Linked DNA regions of Mus musculus: region 2 is linked to region 1. A link is a contact called in public HiChIP or PLAC-seq data. All regions are on one chromosome and are shown on one strand. Each heading gives the region's core, a stretch centred on a gene start, on an enhancer-like site or on the middle of the called end of the contact. The rest is flanking DNA. Distances are from core to core; before and after follow the strand shown. Region 1 overlaps Gm41414 (predicted gene, 41414). Region 2 has its middle 17 kb from the start of Gm41416.

Region 1 (6,119 bases), core at 1,951-4,450:
ACTCACTGTTGTGTCTACAGCAATAACCTAGAGCTAGGGTCATGTAAGCCATTGAACAAAGGAGGCAATGACTAAATCCTCAGAGGTCCATCCATGATGACCTGAGAGCACCCAGTTCAATTGCCACATGACATTTAATTATCGACACTATGAACCCCACCCCCACTGTCTGGTTTCCTGTTCCTCTAAGCACATCTAGAAAAGTCCAATTGCAAGGTCAGCTTGATACACTATGACCTTGTAAACAGAACTTTTCATTTTCTCTTGGAAAACGAGCTTCACAGGAAATGTATCCATATGGAGAAGAAAGGAGACATAGGATAGGTCACGTCAGCTGTGACCTAGTGCACATGTCCAAACTGAAGCCCATTGGCCACACATGCCTCAGTATTCACCTATGAACATGGTCTAATATAAAACTGTAAACTTAAAACATGACTGGCTTTGATGATTTTTATGACCTAAATTATGTAGTTCTTAAGTACAAACTTTGCAGATAGCAATTTCATGTTCCAGAGTCAAAAGGTTGGATATATCTGGGTCTCTAGACATATTTCAAGAGACTTTTACTCTGTATGAGGTTCCAGTCTCTGCCCTTGAATATTTCTGTTTCTTCAGAATACCATCTTATCCTAAATCTAGTCCAGTCAGGAAGCTGTGGAGGCTAGAGTAATGTGGGTGAAATATTCCCAGGTAAATAAATGATAACTTATAGCAAATGTCCTTTACAATGCTAGCTTGGGTGGATGAGCATGTGTGCTCTAAGAAACAGGGATGGTTGAACTGGGCATGGTGGCACTTGCCTAGTCTCATACTGGAAATAAGGTGATATAAGAGTCAAGAGACGGTGGTAATTAAAATATTCAATTCTGCGGAAAAGAGATGTCAATGCAGAGAAAAGGTAACAATGGCCTGTGTGCTGATTTGACACAGGTCCTCCAATCCTGAAAATCCCTGCCCTCTTCTCCCATAGGCTAGGACCTGCCCACTTCCCAGTTCCCTGTTCTACAGGTTTAGGACTCTAGGAGCTTGAACACAGGGCCCCTAAAGAAGGAGCTAGAGAAAGCACCCAAGGAGCTAAAGGGGTCTGCAACCCTAGAGGAGGAACAACAATATGAACTAACCAGTACCTCCCCCCCAGAACCCCTCTAGTTGCATATGTAGCAGAAGATGGCCTAGTCAGCCATCAATGGGAGGAGAGGCCTCTGGTCTTGCAAGGATCATATGCCCCAGTAGAGGGGAATGCCAGGGCCAGGAAGCAGAAGTGGGTGGGTTGGGGAGCAGGGCATGGGGAGGGTATAGGAGACTTTCAGGATAGCATTTGAAATGTAAATGAAGAAAATATCTAATGAAAATTTTTTTTAAAAAAAGAACTCAAGTTATGGAAGTGTAGTGGCTGCTGGGGCCCACATAGCTAATGAGTGATTTGGGGCTATAGTTTGCCCCTTTTCTGACCCTGGGCTCAGTCACATAGTGGACTGACCATAATTTTCCAACCCCAGAGTTCTGAGAGAGATAACCCTGCTGCCAGCTATGGACAGGGATAGTTGTGCTTTTCTGCAACTCCACTGAACTCTGAGAGCACCTCAGATGAAAATGAGCTAGATCAATTTGTTTCTTACATCTCGGCACTAAAGGAGCGACAGCTGGAGAGTTTGGGGGTTTTGCTTATTTTGGGTTTTGTTGTTGTGGCTGCTGCTGTTGATTGTTTTTGTTTTGTTGGTAAAAGACCAGTCAGACTGGGCTATAGAGCAAGACCCCATGTCAAACAGAAAATGAGAAGAGGAGTAAGAAGAAGAGGAAGAAGAGAGGGAGGAGGACAAAGAGAAGGAGGAAGTGAAGAAAGAAGGAAGAAGTGGGTGGAGAAATAGGAGGTGGTGGATGGAGAGAGAGAGAGTGGAGAAGGATGAGGAAGAAGAGGACAAGGTGGAGTAAGAAGAGGTGGAGGGGCAGTAACAGGGGGAAGAGGTGGAGGAAGAGGAGTTGGAGGAGGAAGAGGAGGTGGAGGAAGAGGAGGAAAAGAAGGAGGAGGTGGAGGACAATAGAGAGAAAGCAGCAGCTGTGTGTACCCACCCACATCCTGAGGAGTGGGCAGGGAGCCTCCGACAGGACTATAAAGAACTGAAGCTAAGCAAGTGTAGTGGCTGCTGGGGCCCACATAGCTCAGCTGTATGAGCAGCACCTGCCCCAGCCCAGAGCGCCAGGGTTCTAAATGATCTTATTAGAGGATACTCAGATGATGTAGTCAGACTTGCATCTAACATGACATTTGTTTTATGAGACTAAATCATTCCAAATATTTTATCATCTCCCCTTATTATTCAACCACTTTAAATTCTATTGAGAGTGACAGTTGAAGTAATATCTTCTGCTCTGGCCTTCACCCCACATGCTGTCCCAGCCTACCCGCTACCCACTAGATATAGCCACTGGAGGACATGCTTGGATGGCACAATGCCATACACGATTTCATTCTCGCCTCTTCCCTCCCCTCCCCTCCCCTCCCCTCCCCTCCCCTCCCTTCCCCTCCTCTCCCCTCCCCTTCCCTTACCCGCCCATGAGAAGATCCCACCATACACTGAGCCATTCAGGCCAAAAGCCTGAGACTTTGCTGTTGTCATGCAGGCTTCTTGTCCCAGCATTTGGGAGGCTGAGACAGGAGGGTGATCTTGAATTTCAGGCCACTGTGAGCTACATAGTGACACCTAGTCGCAAATAACAAAACTCTTCATAGATGTCCTTTTGCCCCATTCTTCCTGGCCAAGTCCCACCTAAGTGCTCCCAGAGACCTTAGCCACCCTTCCACTCACCCCAGTCCAGCCCAGCCCCCCTCCCTCAGTACATCAGCAGAAGTCTCCATGCCTGTCTAGATTCACTTCATCCTTTTCTCCACAACCCACTTCCTACACAGATACCCAAATCATCTTTTTAAGTACCAAATATCTGAGCCTGGAGACAGCAGCAGATCATCCCAGCTCCTCAGGAGGCTGAGGCAGGGTGATCACAAGTTCAAGGTCAGCCTGTGAAAGTTAGTGAGACCTTATCTCTGTAGAAAAAAAAAAAACTTACATAGGTCTTATGCTCAATTCCTGGTACTATGAGTTAATTAATTAATTAAAAACAAAACCACAGACCCTATCACTCCACCTCTGCCTGAAGTCAGTCATCATTTCCTGTGAAGCCTAGTCCACCAACATTGCTGTGGCTTCTGAAATCAGGTGGACCAGCTCTCAGCTACCCTACGAGGCCATGTGCCTATGACTCTGCATGGGTCTGTTTCCTTCCCAAAGTTTAGTGCTATGAGCAGTGGATGTGGGTACCTGTCTGCTGCCTCTCTGTGCCTCCCTGCATACACATTCACCACACTATGGGCAGGCAGGAAAGTGGCCTACTGTACTCCTCAGTGACTCTGATTAGCACTGCTTCATTCAACCACAAAGGAGACTCGACCCTATATAGCAGCACAAGATAGCGCCCTGCAATAGACTTGTAAGACACATAGTATGTTCTGGCCATGGGGAGAAGGAGTTGAGGGAACCAGAGGGTTCTGTGGAGACTCGGGAGTGGAGGAGCACCAGTTCCCACCAGAGGATGCAATTAGTTCATTTGTATTTTCCCAGGACCAGTGGGGGAAGAGAATTTCAACAAGTCAATGGCTGAAGTCTCAACAGACTGGCCAAATATAATGGGCAATTCATAGCCTTTCCTTCTAGGAGTGTAGCTACTGAGATTGGAGTAACCTGGGTGGATTTCTGAGATCTTAAGTCTTCAAGATACCCTTCAGAAGTTGAGTCTTATTGCATCTTTCCTCTCATTCACACGCAGGGATTCTGATGAGTAACAGAAATTGATGTGCGGAGAGTGAGCATAGTACCTAGATACCTGGTGCTCAGCACACACAGAAAACTGAAGGAATCTGAGCAGCTCACTCTACTCCCACGGAGGACATGGTTACTGGCAGTGTGGTGGATGGGGCTCCTCAGCCCGGACCCCCAGGCTTCCATTACTAATGAAACTATACATGCAAATGAGATTTTTCATTACCTGATCACTTGTGTCTCTGACACCCCTGTGTAGACTGGAAGGACAGTGGTGACAAAGAGAAAGATCAGGAAGATACTTCCAACTACAAACACCTATGCATTACAGATAATCCACACATCTTCTACCCCAGCAGCTGTTGGGTACTTCCATTTATTATGGGTCTGGAACATTTCACCCCAAGGTGATCCTGTCAGCTGGAGACCCGCCCAGTCCCCTCACCCACCTGTTAATACCAGAAGGAAACATGTTTCTTTTATGAAAGAGGTTTTCCATGACTACTGAAACTATACATGCAAATGAGATTTTTTTCCAGCAGCCAATGAAAATATATATGCAAATGAAACATTCAACACCAACAGAAATGACAAGAGTTTCTCCCACTGTGTTAATATGAAAGAGGGTGGTGACCAGTAAAGAACATCACAAAGGAAGAATTGCTACCACCCTCATCTGACCCAAATGTCACAAACAACTTCTGCTATTACTGTTTAAGCGCTCTCCTCCTCCTCCTTCTCCTCCTTCTCCCCATTCTCCTTCTTCTCCTCTCCCTTCCTCCTCCTCTTCCTCTTCTTTTGCTTCTTCTTTTATTATGTGCATGTGAATGAACTTGTGTGTGCCAGGCCATGTGTGTGGAAGTCAGAGGACGACTGACAGGAATCGGCTCTCTTCTCCTACCATGTGAGTCGCCGTGATCAAACCAGGTTATCAAACTTAGCAACACGTACCTCTACCCCCTGAGCCACCTCACCTGCCCTATACACTGCCTTTTAACAGCTAGACAGGTAATAGGTCACTCTTATTTCCTATTATTTACTACTATTAGATTGTATCGTATTCTGGTTGAGAGAAGCTGAGGGAGACTGATTTATATTACTGCTTTTGTTTTCTTTTACTTTATTGATTCTGGTTTTGGCTTGGGGTTTTTGTTGTTATTGTTCTTATTTTGTAATTGTTGATATTGTTATGCTGTTACTGTTGGTGGCGGTGTTGCCTCTAGGCTAGCCAGGCTCTCTATGCTGCACAGGTAATGGAATTACATACATGCTTGTCCATACCTAGGTATGGTGCTTCAAAGGGTTTATTTGGGTATCAAACTGCTGTTCTCAATACTGCCTCATCCTGAATGTAGAAAAAAAAATGTGTTCTGAGGGCTCATTTCCCTCCCAGAGAAGGCTTTCTAGTCGTGTGGTCACCAAGAACTGAGCCTGGAGAAGCACAGCCCATGTAGGCAGGAGTGTAAATTGCTCAGCTGGAAGAATGAATAGCTCTGTTGACATGCACACACACACACACACACACACACACACACACACACACACACACACAGAAATATCCCAAAGAAAAATTTAAAAGAATGTTCAAGTGTAAGAATATACCAATAGGATAAACATTAATTCTACAACTACTCAAAATCAGAGGACGGGAAGGGCAATTCATACTTGTAAGGTCTCTGCACTTCTCAAGAGATTCTATAGACACTGAGGTTAAAATTGGCTCCCAGGAATGAAGGCATGTGATTTAGAGGTGCAGAAGTAGACTTAAAACAGAAGGCGCTAGTGGGGCTGATCCCAGAGTGAAGGGCTGCGTGTCAGAGTACACAAGGACTTCTGCTCCCAAGGCCTTGAGTCACCCAGCAGCAGTACAATCAATCTTTCAGCAAACTATACACATTTAAAACAAACCTAGCCAGGACCAGCAGGGCTCCTTCGTGCATCCTCTGCCTGATTTCAGGTTACAGTCCACTGGGCATTTGAAACTTCTTGGTCATCATAGCCCCTGTGCCTAGCCCAGGTCTCAGACTAGGTTGGTGGGGAAGGGCCAGGAACAGTTAGCAGGATCCGAGTTGCGGGGAGGTTCTGATGCACCCCCAGGCTGAGAACCACATGCTCTTTGCACATAGAAAGGTGGTGCTTGGTATCTTCTTGATGGGGTCTCCTTAAGTATTCAAGGCTGTCCTTGAACTCATCATCTCCCACCTCAGCTTCCTGAGTCCTGAGATTATAAGTGTGCATCTCAGAGCCTTGTTCTCCAGCTTCCTTTGTGTTTCTGCCTTCCACAGTTCCTGTGCACTGGCC
Region 2 (6,119 bases), core at 1,668-4,167, 41 kb before region 1:
CAGGAAACACCAACCAATAGAGGGAGAGGGGCAACTGAGGTAACTGAGGCAGCACTCGCTCTCCCCTCCCTCTCTCTGCCTCTCCCTCTCTCTCTCTTTCTCTCCCCTCTCTCTCTCCCTCTCTCTCCCCCTTCTCTCTCTCCTCTCTCCCCTTCTCTCTTTCTCTCTCCCTCCTCCTTCCCTTCTACTCCTCCCCCTCTCCCTCCCCTTCATCCCCCTTCCATCTCCTCCCTTCCCCTTTCCCTCTACTCCCCCCTTCTCTCCCTCTCTCTCCCCCCACTGTGTGTGTGTGTGTGCTCAAGCTCCACCAGGTCTTAGGTAGACATGTTCTCCAGAACAGGAATTCCACAGGGGGAGGAAAAGGGCCCGTGAGGTGAGTCTGGAGTGGACCCTATGCTCACATTGGAGCACTTGGTCTCAGGGTGCTGGTGCTATTTGGAGAGGCTGTGGAGCCTTGAGGGACTGGACCTTTGAGAGTTCTCCTGTGGTCCCATTCTGTTTCCTTCTGCCTCCTGTCCAGTTGGAGGACACTCTGTAAGACTCTGACAAGCCTTAGCTTACTGGGAACCCCCGAGTGGACAATTCAGAGCCAGGGATTGATGCAAAAGCAAGAAGAATTTATTGTTCCAATGTGTTGGGGTCATCCTACACCAGAAGGAGAAGTGGCGACCTCAGGCAGCCCATTTGGCCAGTTTTTATACAGCTTTCAGGGGTAGAATAGAACAACAGCCACTAGGCACAATATGATTAGCAGAACAGTGTGACTTTTAAACTGATTGGTCTTAGGGAATAAGGTAGCAAGGGCTTTCCTTGTCCGGAAGGGGAGGGAGGGACAGTCCATCTGCCCTGAGGAATGTGTCTACGTGCTCTGGGTGCATCTGCAGGTTGCTCCCCACTGTGGTCTGAGGAATGTAATGCCTCTCCCAGAAGAGAGGGGTACCTATGTGTTCTATGAACTTTTTCTTCCAGGAGGAGAGGGGTTCAGTGAAATTTTCCAAAGTTCCTGAGCTGACCTCTTCAACCCCTTTGTTCTCCAGTCCCACCCTTCCTCTGGCTCTCTCAGACTCTATGGAGTCAGGTGATCACTGGCTGCAACCTTTGTGACCAAGAGTCACAAGAAATCCCTTCCTTTTCAGTTGTCATTCCCCAGCTTTGTCACAACAACAAAAAGTCTCCAAGATGCTGGGAGGTTGTCTGAAGGAAGAAAAAACCAAGGCAGGAGTGAAACCCAGAATTGCAGCCCTGAGGTACAAGGATTGCCTAAGCTAGGCATTCATGGACAAGCTCTTACTGTACAAAGCTCTGTTGTGCCTGCCACGCCTGATCAGCTCTGCTCACAGGATGTGAAAGCAGACACACGAGCGTGGAAATAAGGGTGTGGCCACGTTCCAATAAAACTTTTCTTGACACACACTAGCAGGGCCCGTGCTCCTATGGGCACCTTCAGGTTTATTACAGACCAGGTTGGCACAGCTATGAGGGTGCCTGCGATGTGGTGAACATATCCATCTCTCATGGAAGAAGTCAGGTAGAAAGCACACATCACTGGTGACTCCATGGATAGGAAGACGGGCAAGGGTAAAGTGCCCATGGCTCTTGAAAAACACCACTGACCTCCAAATCCACAGGTTCAGAGCCTCCAATCCTACATCTGTTGATGAAACCAGCCACACACTGAAAATATACTTGCTTACTTATATAGACTTAAATTGTTGAATCATCAGTATTCACTAAACAATCCATCACAGACAGACAGACAGACAGACAGACAGGCAGGCAGGCAGGCATTCACATTGCTGTGCTAGGAGTTATACAGCATCTAGAGATGGTGTAGGAAATGGTGGGTATGTGGGGATTATTTGGAACTCTGAAACTTTCTATAAAAGAGACTGGCACATCTTTGGGTCTGTGTACCTATGGCTGTCCAAGAACCAAACTTCTATGGATCCCAGGGAACAAGGGACCCACTGCTAGGCAAGAGTTCTTGTGTCCAGTGTGCATCTGTTCTATGGAAATCTTTTAGGCTGTCCTCTTGGGGTTCGTTACCTATACAAATATTTGTTTTGGATTTAAAAGAAGAAAAACAAGTCAAAACAAAAACAAACAAACAAACACTAGTCATGAAGTCTTGTGTAGCTGTACCTCTACTCACAGCCTGCAGGGGGCGCTATGGCCCCATGAACTCGGCTCTGGTTGAGGGACTAGACTGATCTGGCCTCCCAGAGAATTCAAAACTGGAGAATCCTGTAGGCTAAGAGCTGGTAGAGGAGAGGCCCTGGGAGCTAAGCTGGCCACTCTTGCTTCAGCCCTGGAGTAGGCCCTGTAACAAGCTGAAGACTCACCTTTGTCAGCACCCTAGAGAAATTCTTTCAGAAAAAGCCTGGTAGCAACATTCCATTCTTCCTCCTCACCTCTGGAAGTCCCAGCACACACAAGGGGGGGGGGGGGGACACGTAGTTAACAGGCAGGGCAATCTGCTTCCAAATCATTGCTCTGGCACTGGGACACCGGAGGTGAGCAACTCGTCATTGCTGATTGCTGTTCTATGGGAGGTGGCCCCAATGACCTCACAGAGTCTTGTGAGGACTTAATGACTTGGACAAGTCAAATGGGCTTGTCCCAGGACTGGGTAAAGCACTTGTCTCACAAGTGTGTAAGGATCCCCAGCAACCCATGCAGAGTTGGCCATGGGAGCGTGCATGTGACACCCAGGCATTCCGGGGAGGGGGCAGGAGGGGATCCAAGAGAGGCCAACTAGCCTTGCGTATGCAGAGAATGACGAGATGCAGTCTGAAATAAGGTGGAAGTGAGGACTGACACACAAACAAGCACAGCACACATGGTATAAGTGGATGACTACTATAGAGCCAAGTTAGCCCCATTCACAGGCAACTTGTCACCACAGTGAATTAGGCCACACCTAGTTGCAGCACCATGTGGCCACAGAAGGTGAGCAACCACATCCCCTGTCCCTTACATCCCTGACCCTGCAACACTGGACACCCCGGTCAGTGCCCACAGCTCAAGGCCAGCTGGCTAACAGCACAAAACCTCAGCAGGATGCAGTAGACCTGCCCTGAGCCTGACCTCCCTCCAGCTGCTCCAGCTGTGAGACATCCTCTCAGTCAGCACTTCTAGAGCCAAGAGGGCCTGCAGGTCCTGGTATAAAAACCAAGATAAGGTTGGAGAGTCCAGACTGACCTCCGTGTCCAGCTCATCATCAAATCAGCTGTGTAACCTTGGGAAGCAACTGGGCCTCTTTGTCTCTGTCCCCACAAGGAAATCCCCCACAGCAGGGTGGCTGGAACAGTGAGAACATTTCTCTGTCATGAAAGAGAACCCAGGCAGGTTTCAGATCCTTGGCCAGAAGGTACAGATTTCAGGATGTATCAGTGACAAACAGCAATGCCAGCCAGTGGCAAAGATGCTGTGCTCTCATCCAAAACAGCAGGTGCTGGTGTCACCACTTGTCAAAGACACTGAGAGAAAAGACCAAGACCCCCTCTTGCCCAAGACCACAAAGTGCTAAAGTTGAATGTGAGTCCAAATCTGCCTAGTGTGGTTTGGATTTTGCTATGTAGCCCATACTAGACACAAATTCATTATCTTCCTGCCTCAGCCTCCCAAGAACTGAGACCACAGGCATGTACACACACACACACACACACACACACACACACCACCCAGAAATGTTCTTATAGCCCACCTGTCTAAGTCAGAATTTAACTCATCCCAGGGCCCAGCCTGTGGAAGTAAGCTGTGCACCTTAGGATGACTGTGTCTATTTTCTGTTCTCCTCTATCTTGAGCACATGACGGTCTGCAGAAACTTGGGAGCAATCAGGCACAGTCATTGAGAGGGTTCAGGGGATAAAGGTGAATGACGCCAGCTTTCACCGTGGCAACCCCATAATGCACTTATGCACAGCCACCTCCATGTCCTGCCCATGAAGCTGCAGTACCATGTGCAGCTAGGTACCATGCTTGGCTCTGCTGCCTACCAACTGACTATGGATGAGTTAGGGCACACCAATGTGCCCGAGCATAGTCACATGGAAAAGTGTGGCTAATTCCAGAAGAGAACTTGCCTGGAAACATACTTGCCAAGACCCCATGACATGTAGCACACCACCACCACCACCATCGTCATGACCACCATCACCACTAACATCATCATTGCCATAACTCATCATCATTACCCTCATCACACCCACCTTGTCACCATCACCACCATAATAATCACAACCACCGTAAGTATCACTAAGGTAATCACTACCATCACTCCCACCAACCTTTCTACTATTGGCACTGTTACTTTTGTGTTGTTCTAGAAAACAATGTGGGAAGGCGTAGCCATTGATTGCCTTGTTTCCTCCTCAGACTCCACAAACCACAGATTGAAAACCAGGCTCCGTATTCAACACTCACCGAGAAAAGGCATCGTCATCTTTTATACTTCTTTGCTCATCTGTTTTTCATGCACAAAACCCCATCCCCTCCCTCTTGGGTACCCACTCGTAACTCTCCTGAAAGGAGTGAAGACATTCTGCAAAGAATCTAGTTGGTTGTCCTACTCCCTTTGGCTACCATGCTATTGAAACAACGGTCCCTAGAAAATTGGAATTTCCTTCATTCTGGGAGAATTCCGAAGGAAAAGACTGGGACCCTGGTGACAGCCAGAGATAAACATGTCTCTCAGGAAGGATTTCACATGGTTTGGACATCTTGTCAGACCACCTTACAGGAGTGACAAGAGTCCAACAATGAGGACAGGCCTGAGAACCAGTCAATATCAGTGTGCAGGACCCTTTGGATGGACCTGCATAGCTATGTGGACACCTTGCCCTTTATTTAAACCTGAACTTTGTGTCAAAGTGTGTGACATCTTTGGTGTTTCTTCCTCGTGGTCACCTTGAATAAATCTTCTTTCTTTGTCTTTCTCTTTAATTGGCCTACCAAGGAGTGGCTGAACCTTGCTCCTTCGAGCAGCCAGGGTCCCGGCTCTGACCCTAAGATGTGCACTCACTGTACTATAAGGGAAGCCATTTGCTGAAATGTGCTACCCTAGAGACAAGTCCATCTATGTGGCAAAGAACTAGTATATCCACTCAGCATGGAGTATAATAGCTACAGACCTTCCATCAAGCCTGGAGTTACACACAGCCCTGGTGGCATTCCCATGACAGCCCATCAAAAATTCCGATGCAGGATGCCACACAAACCCACCACACAATTCCTGTGAGGTGCCTAGTGTTCATTGTTTTAATCCATTGAGTTTAGGGGGATTTGTTCCATGTCAGTCAGTAACTAATAGTCTTCCATCTCACAGGAATTTATTTGCCTTAAGAGCAGATTTGGAGGCAAACTTCAGTCTGTGGGGATGAACAGGAACAATGGGCACATGCTGAAGTGGCAACTTCACTGCCTTTCACTCTTCAGAGCACAGAGCCTCACAGACAAAGCTACCAGTCTTCAAAGTTCAATTAGAACAATAGGATACCAGGCCTGATTAGCTCCAGAGGGAGTCTTAGAAAGCTGAACCAACTATAATGCCATGGCACAAATAGGGATAGGGAGAAGGAACTATGGGATTACTCAAGTAAAACCTCCTATAAGGGCGTCTGAAGCCAGATGTGACAAAGAGCAGCCATTACAAACCAACAGAGATCAAATGTGCCTTGATTGACTAGTAATGTCTGGTCTAGAACTAGACATGAGGAAGAGTGCCCATTGCTTATTTGTAGAGATCGAATGTGCTGTGATCAATTTGTGATCTCTGCTAGAAGCATGGAAGAATGTGTAGTGGAATGCATGTCACCCATGCTGCTAGTATTGCTTTACATATGACTCCAGAAGAACAGGGGCTCCATTGTGGAGTCCAGAGTCATAAAGGACTCTGACTCTGACAGTGGGGATAGTCTCAATGCTCTCACGCAAGCATGCCTTGTAAAATATGTTAAGGGCTCTGAATGCAAAGCCACAGACTTGAAAGTGATTATTCTGGGGACAGAGAACTGCATGACACTGATGTGACTGGTTTCATTGACTGACAGCTGGCAGGTTGTACCTCCCTTATACCATCACTGTATAGAAACAAATTGAAGGCAAGGGATCCAAAGT

What was found. HiChIP or PLAC-seq counts read pairs in DNA pulled down with a chosen protein or histone mark.
Region 2: a contact with region 1 is called in an H3K27ac HiChIP or PLAC-seq map of regulatory T cells, with 3 times the contacts expected there. The contact joins two enhancer-like sites. A contact is called at or near these places in 5 of 15 datasets of contacts at CTCF or cohesin (CD8 T cells, the NIH/3T3 cell line, embryonic stem cells and 1 more), 68 of 484 Hi-C or Micro-C datasets (the C10 cell line, CD4 T cells, CD4 single positive thymocytes and 37 more) and 7 of 115 datasets of contacts at active chromatin or transcription factors (the SCID.adh cell line, bone marrow-derived dendritic cells, embryonic stem cells and 2 more).

The regions. Positions count from the first base shown.
Region 1 is chr16:5,423,237-5,429,355 of GRCm38.p6, reverse strand. The region is part of intron 1 of Gm41414 (predicted gene, 41414); the gene reads right to left. Among named protein-coding and RNA genes, the nearest start is that of Gm41416, 58 kb to the left of the region's middle. Within about 2 kb of position 3,200, at least 9 of the 459 cell types and tissues checked have an H3K27ac peak or open chromatin away from gene starts, as enhancers often do. A contact at or near this core is called in regulatory T cells, where this site is marked.
Region 2 is chr16:5,463,874-5,469,992 of GRCm38.p6, reverse strand. No RefSeq gene overlaps it. Among named protein-coding and RNA genes, the nearest start is that of Gm41416, 17 kb to the left of the region's middle. Within about 2 kb of position 2,917, at least 12 of the 459 cell types and tissues checked have an H3K27ac peak or open chromatin away from gene starts, as enhancers often do. A contact at or near this core is called in regulatory T cells, where this site is marked.